4 separate regions of the Zea mays genome follow, and regions 2, 3 and 4 are each linked to region 1. A link is a contact called in public Hi-C data. All regions are on one chromosome and are shown on one strand. The core of a region is the stretch at or near the end of the contact, and the rest is flanking DNA. Distances in the headings are between cores, read along the strand shown.

The links. Hi-C and Micro-C count contacts between places; a contact is called where the count stands out from the background.
Region 2: a contact with region 1 is called in a Hi-C map of leaf, with 2.5 times the contacts expected there. The contact joins the promoter of LOC100383723 here to the promoter of LOC100192866 in region 1. A contact is called at or near these places in 6 of 25 Hi-C or Micro-C datasets (bundle sheath, ear, leaf and 1 more).
Region 3: a Hi-C map of ear shows a contact between it and region 1, with 1.6 times the contacts expected there. The contact joins the enhancer-like site here to the promoter of LOC100192866 in region 1. A contact is called at or near these places in 2 of 25 Hi-C or Micro-C datasets (ear and tassel).
Region 4: a Hi-C map of tassel shows a contact between it and region 1, with 4 times the contacts expected there. The contact joins the enhancer-like site here to the promoter of LOC100192866 in region 1. A contact is called at or near these places in 8 of 25 Hi-C or Micro-C datasets (ear, endosperm, leaf and 2 more).

Annotation. Positions count from the first base shown.
Region 1 is chr4:152,144,090-152,146,789 of Zm-B73-REFERENCE-NAM-5.0, forward strand. It overlaps LOC100192866, which reads left to right and starts at 1,339. Exons shown (of 11, transcript NM_001358594.1): 1 at 1,339-1,667. It overlaps LOC103653834 (a long non-coding RNA gene), which reads left to right. Exons shown (of 2, transcript XR_565747.1): 1 at 1-732; 2 at 863-1,062.
Region 2 is chr4:151,892,064-151,894,763 of Zm-B73-REFERENCE-NAM-5.0, forward strand. It overlaps LOC100383723, which reads left to right and starts at 1,373. Exons shown (of 16, transcript NM_001321632.1): 1 at 1,373-2,153. The coding sequence starts at 1,875.
Region 3 is chr4:152,330,442-152,333,141 of Zm-B73-REFERENCE-NAM-5.0, forward strand. No RefSeq gene overlaps it. Among protein-coding and RNA genes, the nearest start is that of LOC100286263, 6.6 kb to the right of the region's middle. Within about 2 kb of position 1,325, at least 8 of the 20 cell types and tissues checked have an H3K27ac peak or open chromatin away from gene starts, as enhancers often do. A contact at or near this core is called in ear and tassel, where this site is marked.
Region 4 is chr4:151,912,031-151,914,730 of Zm-B73-REFERENCE-NAM-5.0, forward strand. It overlaps LOC100383723, which reads left to right. Exons shown (of 16, transcript NM_001321632.1): 16 at 228-877. The coding sequence ends at 333. Among protein-coding and RNA genes, the nearest start is that of LOC100383723, 20 kb to the left of the region's middle. Within about 2 kb of position 1,426, at least 9 of the 20 cell types and tissues checked have an H3K27ac peak or open chromatin away from gene starts, as enhancers often do. A contact at or near this core is called in ear, endosperm, leaf and 1 more, where this site is marked.

The sequences.
Region 1 (2,700 bases), core at 89-2,588:
GCGCAGGGAGGCACGCCCGCCATAGGGCAGATCCGTGGCCGCTCTAGGGAGCTAGCGTGGCACTCGCTTGGCCCGAGTCGCGGTGCTGCTCGCTCTTGGCCGAGTCCCACCGTTTGCCCGCGCGATGGCCTCGCCCGCGCCTAGGCCGACCTTGATGTTCCAGGCGATCCCACTCCCCCACCCCCTCCCCCCAACCGGCCGTCGTGATGGCAACCGCCACTGGCCGGACAGAGGGCCATTAGGCCCTCCCATTGGGGTAGGAAGATAGGGCCACCCCGTTTGGGCGGTGGCCAGTGAAGATGACGCGTCCTCGTGGAGCGTCGACGACGCGAGGGGGCTGTCCACGACGGGAAGCGATGGTTCCAACAAGCACCGATGCCGGCGGCAAAGGGGAACGACGTTCAACTGCCCCTGCAGTGGGTGGAGGCGGCGGTGGTGCCGCCAAATCGACTTTCATGGGGGCAGATGCAGACGACCCCGCGTCAACCACCAGCACCGGTGGTGACGGGGATGCAGTGGGGAGGCCGCACTCCACCACCGGCAGTGGGACGACCGCTGCCCACCCATGCAGCACGCAGAAGTGCACGTTTTGCACTTGCACGCGGCGTTTAGGGATCTCGTGCACAGTGCACTGGTGGAAGCGCTGCGGCTTGCCCAGTGGCGAACGCCTCCAACATCGCATCATCAACAGTGTGTAGAACTTCGTGCATACGACGTATGCGCATGGAAATGGTATGCTCCATACCTTGCTGTTGATTTGCAGATTGCTGTTATTGTTCTTGTCAAGAACAACAAGTGTTCTTCCTTCTTCCTCTGATTTCCCTTTGAGACAATGCTGATAACGTGTTGAACTATTTTGCAGTGCTCAGTGGTAAAGGGAGAAAGGACAGAGACAAATGACAGTAACAGTTGCTTTATTGTAGAGAGTTTGTGAATATATACAACTGTAAGGGTACTACCCAAGGGGTGTGTCCCTTGGGGTTGAATTGATCACAACAATATTTTGTAACACTTCTATCCTTTTCAAGGGCCGTGTCAAAGATTTTGGGATTCTGATAAAAATATCTGTACACTATCCAAACAGGCATGCAAAATAGTGAGGCAAACTCTTAAAATCTTTAATTCCTTTTCATGCCATATAATCCAGATTTCAGAATCTTTAGTAATACAAATCGAAATAGGACCCCAACCCAGGTTTGATGGAGACTTATCATCGGTAATCCGAGGATCGGGACATTATTGACAATCCCTCGTTCGAAAACAACTGATAATTTCTTTTGATTCTCGTGTTTCCATGCTGGAAACTTGAGACCGTTAAAGGTACAGTGAACCCAAACCGAATGACAGCCATCACCCTATCACCATACGAACAGCGGCAAAATGGGGGAAAGGCGGAGCGGGAGGGCCCCAAATCGGAATTACGGATGAACACCTAGACCTCAATAGACCACGACGGATCCATCGTATCCCCGAATTAAAACGCCTTCCGCCCTCGATTTAACTTCGACCACCACTTCCAGGTGGGCCAGACCACTTCTTTCTCCCTTTAAAGTCCCCAGCGTACACGCGAAACCAACAAGCAACAGGAAAGGGCCGCGGCGAGCAGCAGCGGGGGCGGAGTGTGCTGTGGAGCGGCCCGCGTGCGGCGAGGGTCGTCCCTACAAGCCGTAAGCCCCCTCCCTCCCTCACTCACTCCCGAACCTTGTAGAATGCACTAGAACCCCACTGCGGCCTTGCTTTGTTTGGGGGCGGAGGTTGATCTCGTGCGCTTTGCTCCGCCATGGTGTCCCGCGGTTGTTTAGCTAAGTGTAGGTATCTCCGGCTCGTTTCTGTTTTTTTTTTGTTTTTTTTTTGGGGGGGGGGGGGGGGGGGGGGGGGGGCTGCATCGGTGTTGAGAGGTCATGCTGTTTTGTAATTTCTCCGATTTCAGTTTTGGTGCTCGTGTTGTGTGTTCACCCGTTGGTCGTTTGACTCGTCATTGGAGGGTTTGGGTGTGGATTCTCTTATTAGAAGGCACCCACACCAGAGCAGGTACCTTATAGTGTTTTCCCCCGTTTTTGGGTGACTTGTAAACATTTTGCTGCCCAAGGACTCTGAGTCTGGGTGGTCATGCTGTTTTGTAATTTCTCTGATTTTAGTTTCCAGCCTGCGCTCGATTTCAGTTTTGGTGCTCGTGTTGTGTGTTCACCCGTGGTCGTTTGATTCGACATTGGAGGGTTTGGGTGTGGATTCTCTTATTAGAAGGCACCCGCACCGGAGCAGGTAGCTTATAGTGTTTTCCCCCGTTTTTGGGTAACTTGTAAACATTTTGCTGCCCAGGATACTGAGTCTGGGCAATGCCGTTTCTGTCTGCTTTACTACGGCCCTTGTGCTCAACTCGCGATTTCCTTGGTTGAACTCTTGATCGATCATTTGATTTTTCACAGTTTATTTTTTCATTTATGTTAACATGTTGGGCCCTAATTTTGTAAGATGCGTGAAGATGTGGTTGCTGTCATTTGTTGGTTATTTGCGTACTCTATCATGACATGCTACTATGCTAGTATTTCTGACGCTTGGATTCCTCTCTTATTCGACTCTTCCGGCCGATGTATTTTGTAGTTTGGGTATGGTAGGGCTGCAACATTGCTTGCACATCTGCATTGGAGTGTGATGATCATCTGTCCACTAGGAGTTTATTGCTCATCTACCTGTGCTTGA
Region 2 (2,700 bases), core at 123-2,622, 250 kb before region 1:
GTCGATAGCACATCGCTCTTTACGTATGTGTCTAGGATAGATAGATTTAACAAAAAAAAGTGCTAGCATCCCGTGGCTAGGGAGGAGGCCTCTGTTTTTGGGGGCCGGTGCGGCCACACCCTCTGTACCCCTCAGGTACGACCCTGTTAATGCAAATGGTCTTAGAAAATCTTTTATTATGTGATTAAAACATCTATTTTTTGGATAACCACTTAGCAAGAATTATGGAGAAAAAACGATCGATCTCTCTCATTCTCTAGTAACATTGCTTTGTAAAAAAGCGGTCAAACACCCTCCCGCCCACCACACGTTCCTAGAACTAAACTATTTTGCCATGGAGGAGGCGTAAATGAAAAATTAGAAGAAAAAATCTACAACTGTCAAGTTTTTCATACCGCCATTGTATAATTAAACTATTTCGAATTTCAAAGAGTATTTCAGATATACTTAATTATTTATTTTACTGATATATAAAATTTAGGTTCTAATTTATCTTATTTACTAAGATATAAAAAATTAGACTGTTTGTACCTTTTAACACAAAACGAATTAAAATTTAAATTTAATATATTAATGGAGTAAATAATAAATTTATAAAATATTATTTTTACAACTTCAATAATTTAATTACATGATTATTATAAAAGTGATTATAGTACAATTTTTATTAATACAAAATAAAAAATGTAAAAACACACATAAATTTATAATACTAACTATGTCCTAAAATATTTGTCACTCAGTTAATTTATTTTAAAATGCGATAAATAAAAAAAGCACGGCGACAGCAGTTGCCAGGCGATAATACAAACGGAGCAAGCTATCCGGCTAGGACTAGGCGTTTGGTACTTCGGTTCGGTTTCTCGGTTCTTCAAAAACTAGAACCGAAATAAAAAGATAAAGAAACCAGAACCGACTAGTTCGATTCTCGGTTCTTCGGTTTGGTTCCTCGGTTCTAACCGAACTGTACAATCACTCTAAAATTCTGAATAACGACAACTTTTATGAGAAATTTCAGCAACATCTTCCCACAAACAACCACAAGTGCACAATGACCATAATTTCATAGATAATACATGGATGATTAGAGGTTCAACATAAGTCGATAAAACAACATCCGAAGTTACAAACACATGTAACAAATTGAATCTAATACTTTTGGTTTTTCGGTTCTTTGGAGTGCAGAACCGAAAATATCTCATTTATTTTGGTTCTCAAAAGACCAGAACCGAATTTCATAACAGTTCCTTCGGTTCGATTAGTTCAGTTTCGGTTCTCGGTTATTTCGGTTCGGTTCCTCAGTTCCGGTTCTTTTTGCCCATGCCTATATCCGGCTATCCCTATCCGCCCACGCCCTCTCCCGTGCCTGCCGCAACCCCCATGCCCCATCCCCCTCCACCTGCCAAAATAAATCCATGCGCTCTCCAGCTCGGTGCTGCAATCCCATCAAAAGCTAGGGTTTCACGCCTCTCCCGACTTCACAGTTCACATTCCTCTCCTCCCCTTCCCACCTCCCCAACTCGGCCGCCGTAGACGCGGTGGCGCACGAACTGCCCTAGATTTGAGCGAGCCACCCTGCGAATCTTCACCTGACGCACAAAGTCTGTCAGAGACAGTGAAGAATTCGAACACGATCTTAAACATCGTTGATTAAGACCACACACAAACACATCTACCTGGCTTCCCCCCTATCAGTTGTTTTTGTGTGTTTTTTTTTGCTGTTTCGGACGATTCATAAGAACCGACCTGCAAGGCTTGCAGATCTACCTTGAGAACCAGGGCCCTTGTTTTGGACGTCCAGAACGAACCCTTGACCCTGCGGATCTGCTTGATCCGTTTTGGATCTGCTTGTTTTTTTGCTGGATCTGGAGAGAATGTTCAAGTCGATGGTTTATTACGTGAACACCTCAATCGGAGAGGTGGAGGTGTGGCCCAAGGGCGAGGCGAGCGCGGGCCTGACCATGGCGGCGTGGGCGCGAGAAATCCGCGTTGAACGCATTTCCCCGCCCAGCGAGCGGTGCCCTCCGCTGGCCGTCATGCACACCGTGGCCGTCGGCGCCCGATGCCTCGTCATGGAGTCCAGGCCGCCCGTTGTCGCCGACGTTGTGCCGCCTCTCGTCGTCATGCACACCGCTTGCCTCAGGGAGAACAAGGTATATACAGATTATTCCTGACATAAAAAGAGGTTCACATCCATCGTAAAAAAAGAGAGAATAATCAAAACACATGAAAGGACATACGAGATTTTACATGTCAGAAATTTTACATGATGGACGCTTTGATGGAAGGAATTTTTTAATTCTTATTACATGGACAAGCTTACCAGGACATAATTAGTTCTTACATAGGATTTGAATAATTCTGTAATTCTGTTAATCTTGCTTGAACGGTCACTGGACAAGGATTTTTGGCAGGATGTCAACGGTGGCTAAGAATGCACTGATATCTTTGAACTCATTCCTAACTCCACAATCAACCAAACTACAGAATTTTTAACTTCACTGAGGCTAGTTTGAAGGGCTTCAGAAACAGAGATTTAAGTTTCACAATTTGGATGTCTGAATGACATGTATTGGTGCTTTGGAACTGGGACACACATCTAATAGCTTGTGAAAATATGACATTTATGTGGTACTTGTGGACTTTGAATCACTGGATGTAGTGTTAGTTGAGATAACGTTGTACATCACACTAATATGA
Region 3 (2,700 bases), core at 75-2,574, 190 kb after region 1:
GCAAGTTTGGAGTTGATCTCCCTGGTGCACCGGACACTGTCCTGTGCGCCAGACCAGGGTTGCCTTCGGTTGTCTTTTGCTCTTTTTATTTGAACCCTTTCTTGGACTTTTTATTGGTTTGTGTTGAACCTTTGGCACCTGTAGAACTTATAATCTAGAGCAAACTAGTTAGTCCAATAATTTATGTTGGACAATTCAACCACCAAAATCATTTAGAAAAAGGTGAGCCTATTTCCCTTTTAGTTTGGTTGCCAAAAGCACTAGTTGTGTCTAATCAAGTTTTAGCTTTTGAAGTTCTAGAGTATTCTTTAGTCTAGGTTAGCATCCTTCTAATCACACATGGTAACAAGCATTTATTGCAAACAATGCTTTATATCATGAAACCTCATTACACTTCTTACTCGATATAATAGCATGTATCAAGTAGTCTCATTAGTCGCGAGAAGCACTCGATTCAAATCGAGTATTAACCTTGCAATGGAAACCTAAACGACATGACATGTAGGGGCACTCCGTCCCCCACACATATCAACTGCCCCTATTGATCCCCCGTTCGTGGCCAGGGCCCACTGTCTTAGATACAATGCCCCACTACCCCGGACCTAGCCTTGTTGTGACTGTCCTTGTACCCACCATATTCGAAATAGGAGACCAAGTCTCAGAACAAGTGAGGGGGAAAGTCCACGCCTGGCTTTACTCAGATACTAGGCTTACCGATTTACCATATTTCTCGGCATGTGTTTAGTGCTTTCAAAAGCTTGACACACGGTACCACACATTAATCTTTATTCCAATTCCGTTCCATAGACAGAGTATCCCCAGGGATTCGTGTCCACAAACAATCATAATCCCTTCATCAAGATGAGTACAGTCAATTTTTGACCTCGCGCGAGTGCTAGAAAAATCACTCGACTTCTACCGAGATCCCCAATTAGCATAGCAGTTACTCGACTTAGTATGCTAGTATTCATAAAAAAAAACATAAGTTCATATATTTAGGGTTTCAAACAACTCCTACACGTAAGTGTATAATACAACCCTACAATATAGAGTTGCAGTAAAATAACATACATATTAACCATGTGTTCATATCGATTAGGAGCTAATTGTTAATTGTGTGGATCTATCGCTTTAAGGCAACAATTATAGGGGCATTTTGACACGGTTTGTACTGGATGAACCATTACCACCGGCACCACCATATTTAATGCATATAAATGACCACACGAACCGATTAAAATATAAACGCGTGGTGCCTTCTTCCAAGCCCATGCATGGGTCACCTGAGACTTCCTGGCGCCCATCTGGCCATCTCCCAGACTCCCACTACCTCCCGTCCTCTCCACACACAGCACACTCCACAGCACAAGGAGCGCCTCCTAACTCTCGCCACTTGTAGCTAGCTACCTTGCGCTTGCATAGCTGCTCCCGGCCGGTGGAGTCGGAGAAGCTAGCGGCCAGCCATGAGACACGCTCCATCGTCGCCGGCCATGCTCCTGTTGTTGCTCCTGGCCACTTTCACCTACATCAGCTGCAGAGCTCCGAAGCCCGATGCGGCGACCGCGGCGCGGAAGCACGGCGGCGCCGTCCTGTGGACGGTGCGCCCGCCGCCTCGGACGGCGCCGCCCGATGTCGGCGGCGACATGGGCGCAAGGGCGGTGCAGGGCGAGTCCAAGAGGCTGGTTCCCCAGGGCCCCAACCCACTGCACAACTAGCCTGAAGCCAGCTCTGGGCTGGGGACACAGGCACTGCTACAACCCCACGTACGTGCTCTGTCGCGCTGTCTGCAATTCGTGTTTTAATTTCTTCGGCATTTCGGCCTTGCTGTTGTAACTATAGTAGTTAGCGATTAACAAAAATATAGAAGTCATAATGACACAAGACTGTTGTACTGAACTACTGACGCCATGTAATGTCGAGTAGCACAAAGATTGTGAAGTCATGCCCAATCGGTCAATCCATGCTTCGATCAATTCGTTGCCTGTAGCGTGAAGCTATTAACCATTTGTAGCTCAATCGGCTCCGTGCTACAACGCTTTTACAGTTCTAGAGCCGAAGGTGAGAAGAGCCATGCCAAAGACTGTCCTTTATGAGGTGTTTGGTGTGATGAATCACTCTATCCAAAATGAAGTGGTGTATCATGAGTCTATTTCTTAAATTTGGTGGGATGACTTTATTCCACATATTAATACTAAACAACTATTTAGGGCTGATTTGGTGACAAAGGGATCCCGGGGGATTGAGGGGGAAATGAACTAATTTCCCCCTCAATCCCCTCCAATCCTCCCGTGATCACTGGTCACCAAATCAGCCCTTATGAGGAATGAGGTGGTGATGGATTAACTCACTTCATTCCACAAACCAAACAAAAAATGAGGAGTGAGAGATGATAGACTATATCATTTCTCAAACCAAACACTCTATTAGGGTCTCTTTGGTGTGGTGGTAAGGTATTAGGTATATAAATAAATAAAAATGTGATAGAAAAACTTTGTTTAGTTTTATAAGTCAGCGTGTAAAATCCGTAGTTTATTCATATACATAGAGACATTCTAAGTGCTGTTTCTAAAACTCTAAAAAGATTATGGGTATATCATGGCTTAGTAAAAGCTAGAAGGTTTGTTCCATCCAATTAAACAAGCGAGAACTAATACTTCAAAAACACCTTGCATGAGCAAAGACCGCTTTCTTTCTTCTCGT
Region 4 (2,700 bases), core at 176-2,675, 230 kb before region 1:
GTGGTATGGAGTCGGTTTAAATCTATAGTAAGTCAAAATCCATTTCAATCCATTCCGCATAGAATTGGAGTAACCGAACAAGACATTTCATGTTCCAGACACCATTCAGAATTTTTTTGCAGCTTTTGGTATGTCTATCCATGTGTGGACTAGATTCCCATCAAAGTATTTTATGTTTATAGCTTATATTTCATATTATTTGAATGACTAATTCTTGTTTACTCCAGGTCATTGGCACCAAATTTTAACAAGCGGTTCAAGCCAGATTTTCCAAGGACCGTACAAAGAGTTCCTTACGGAACATATTCTAGGATCGAAGGTCATGTTCCTTAAGAGGTCTGCATAAATGATGTGCCTGGGCGCTAAACTTCAAAACTGGATGAAGCTTTGAACTGTCAGGTCTTCACACATTGAATGCAAGCCGTAGATTCCTGGCTTATAGTTGGCTTCCAAGGCTCTCACAAGCTGCCACTGGCTGAGAGTACCGACGAATATAAAATACGTACTTCATTTAAGTAAGCGCCAAGAGATTGAAGGATTAATGGTGGCCATAACTTTATGCAGAATTTCATTGCCATGATCTTACCAGTCACAAGTGTTACCCCATGTTGTCAACTTGGCATAATCGTTGACCTGGAAGTTTAACGGTTGAACCAGGGACCGGCATGCAGCTCCATTTCTTTTTTGGTGTGTGTCCATGGATCAAAGAGCAGCGCCGTGGTTGGGCATTTTTACCCTTCCTTTGGTTTAGGTGAAAGTTGGACCTCTGTAGCTCGGAGTCTTAGCAGGTAGCCAGTTTTTATTTCTGATAAGTTTTTAGGCAAGTTGTAAGTTGTAGCACAAAATCGATCACTTGATAGTATTAACATTGCATTGATGTAGACATGTAGTCATCTTTGTAGCTGTACTCTAGGCAAGCAACACGAATCCAGTGGCTTACATCATTCATTTGTATGCTGTAGTCATCTTGTAATATATGGCCCATTTCTTTGCAAGGCTGGAAATTTGCCTCTCTAAGGGCCAGTTTAAGAGTCCAAAAACCGGAGGGAACTGGAGGGGTTAAAACCCACTTTTTTTATTCAAGGGTATTAGCTTCTCCAATCTCCTCCGATTTTTGGACTTCTAAACTGTGGCTAGTTTGGAAACTCTATTCTTCCAAAGGATTCCTATTTTTCTAAGAAAAAAATAAAGTAATTTCTCTTCGAAAAATAAAAATCCTGTGGTTTCCAAATTATCCGTAATTCTTTCTTCCCCTCAATCTCATTGTGCACCGACTAGTCACATGTAGCTTAATCAGTGAATTGAGTGCTTACATCAACTAACATTGGAGAGCTCAAGTTTCCAGCGAGCATGTAGGCTCAAACTAAGCGGTTGTTTTTCAGTCCAATATATTTCGTGCAAAAACAATTGTATCGACCTTTCTATGCCTACGTGGTTATTTGGGCTGTCTGACCTGGCACGGTCCAGGCCGGTCCTGGCCCGATCGAGCTGGGCCTATGCTATGTCCCTGATTCTTTCGGCTTTTCGCAGTTTTCTGGCCACCAAAAGCTGCTGCGGATTATCAAACATTTAGCTTTTCAACCAGCTTCTATAAAATTTGTTTGGGTAAAAACCATTCAAAATCAACATAAATATATAATCGGTTGAGTCGTCGCAATAGTAGTAATCCGTCACTTTATAGATCCTGAGCCCCATGGACAACTTTATCTTCTTCCGCACGTAATTCTAATGATACTCAGATTCTCTACACAGCCAGATTCTCCCCATATCTGATTCTCGGAAAAGCTGGTCAGAAAAAAGCTGAACTAAATAGGCCCATATGTCTCTTACCTAGGTCTCTTTTTAGCTCTGGTCCGTTTAAATTTGTAATTATGGACATTTTGATAATTTTTTGTTGTTTTGTTATTGATGAAAATGGGACGAAAACATTATAGGTGTCTGTAACACCCTGAATTTGGGGGTATAAAATTTCTTTCTTATAATCATCCAAATTCAGGTGTTACTCTTCTCTATCTCACTTCAGTTTCTCTCTCTAGTTTCCCCTCTCTCTTTCTCTTTTAATTAGAGTTAGTTGTATTAGTGAAGGATTATTTATTTTATTTTGCCCAAAACATATGAGTCATGGAATGTTGCATCATATTGAACCACAAATATTCTTTGAATTGTTGCACATGGTTGGTTTGGTTTGAATTTGAAATTTGATTTGAATTGAAAACCCTAGAGAAAATAAATAGAAAAGGCAATAGATATTCCAGGAAAATAGAAAAGGCCATTTCAGCCTAAGCCGACCCATTTAAGCCCAGCCCACGCGCGCGCCCGCGTGCCCCCTGCGTCTGATAGGCGGGTCCCGCCTGTCGGCGCCAACCCAAGCGCGCTTCCCTCTCCCTCTCTCTTTGTCCCATGGGCCAGTCCTGTCGGCGCTGTTTCCCTCGCGCGCACCTGCTCCCTCTCTCTCTCTGTCCCGACGTCCCCACCTGTCAGCTCGTCCCTAACCTCTCGCCCACGATCTCCCGCCGTGGACGCGCCCACGACTGCACGTTCTCCGGCCACGTCCGAGCCCTCGCGGCCCTTTTAACCCCCGCGCCCTGCTTGCCCACCTCCCCTCTCTCATTTGTGCCCTCTGCCCAGCTCCCTCGCCCTCTCTCTCGCTCTGCCTGCGCGAACCGAGAGCTCCGCCACCGCCCGCTGTCGTCCACCGTC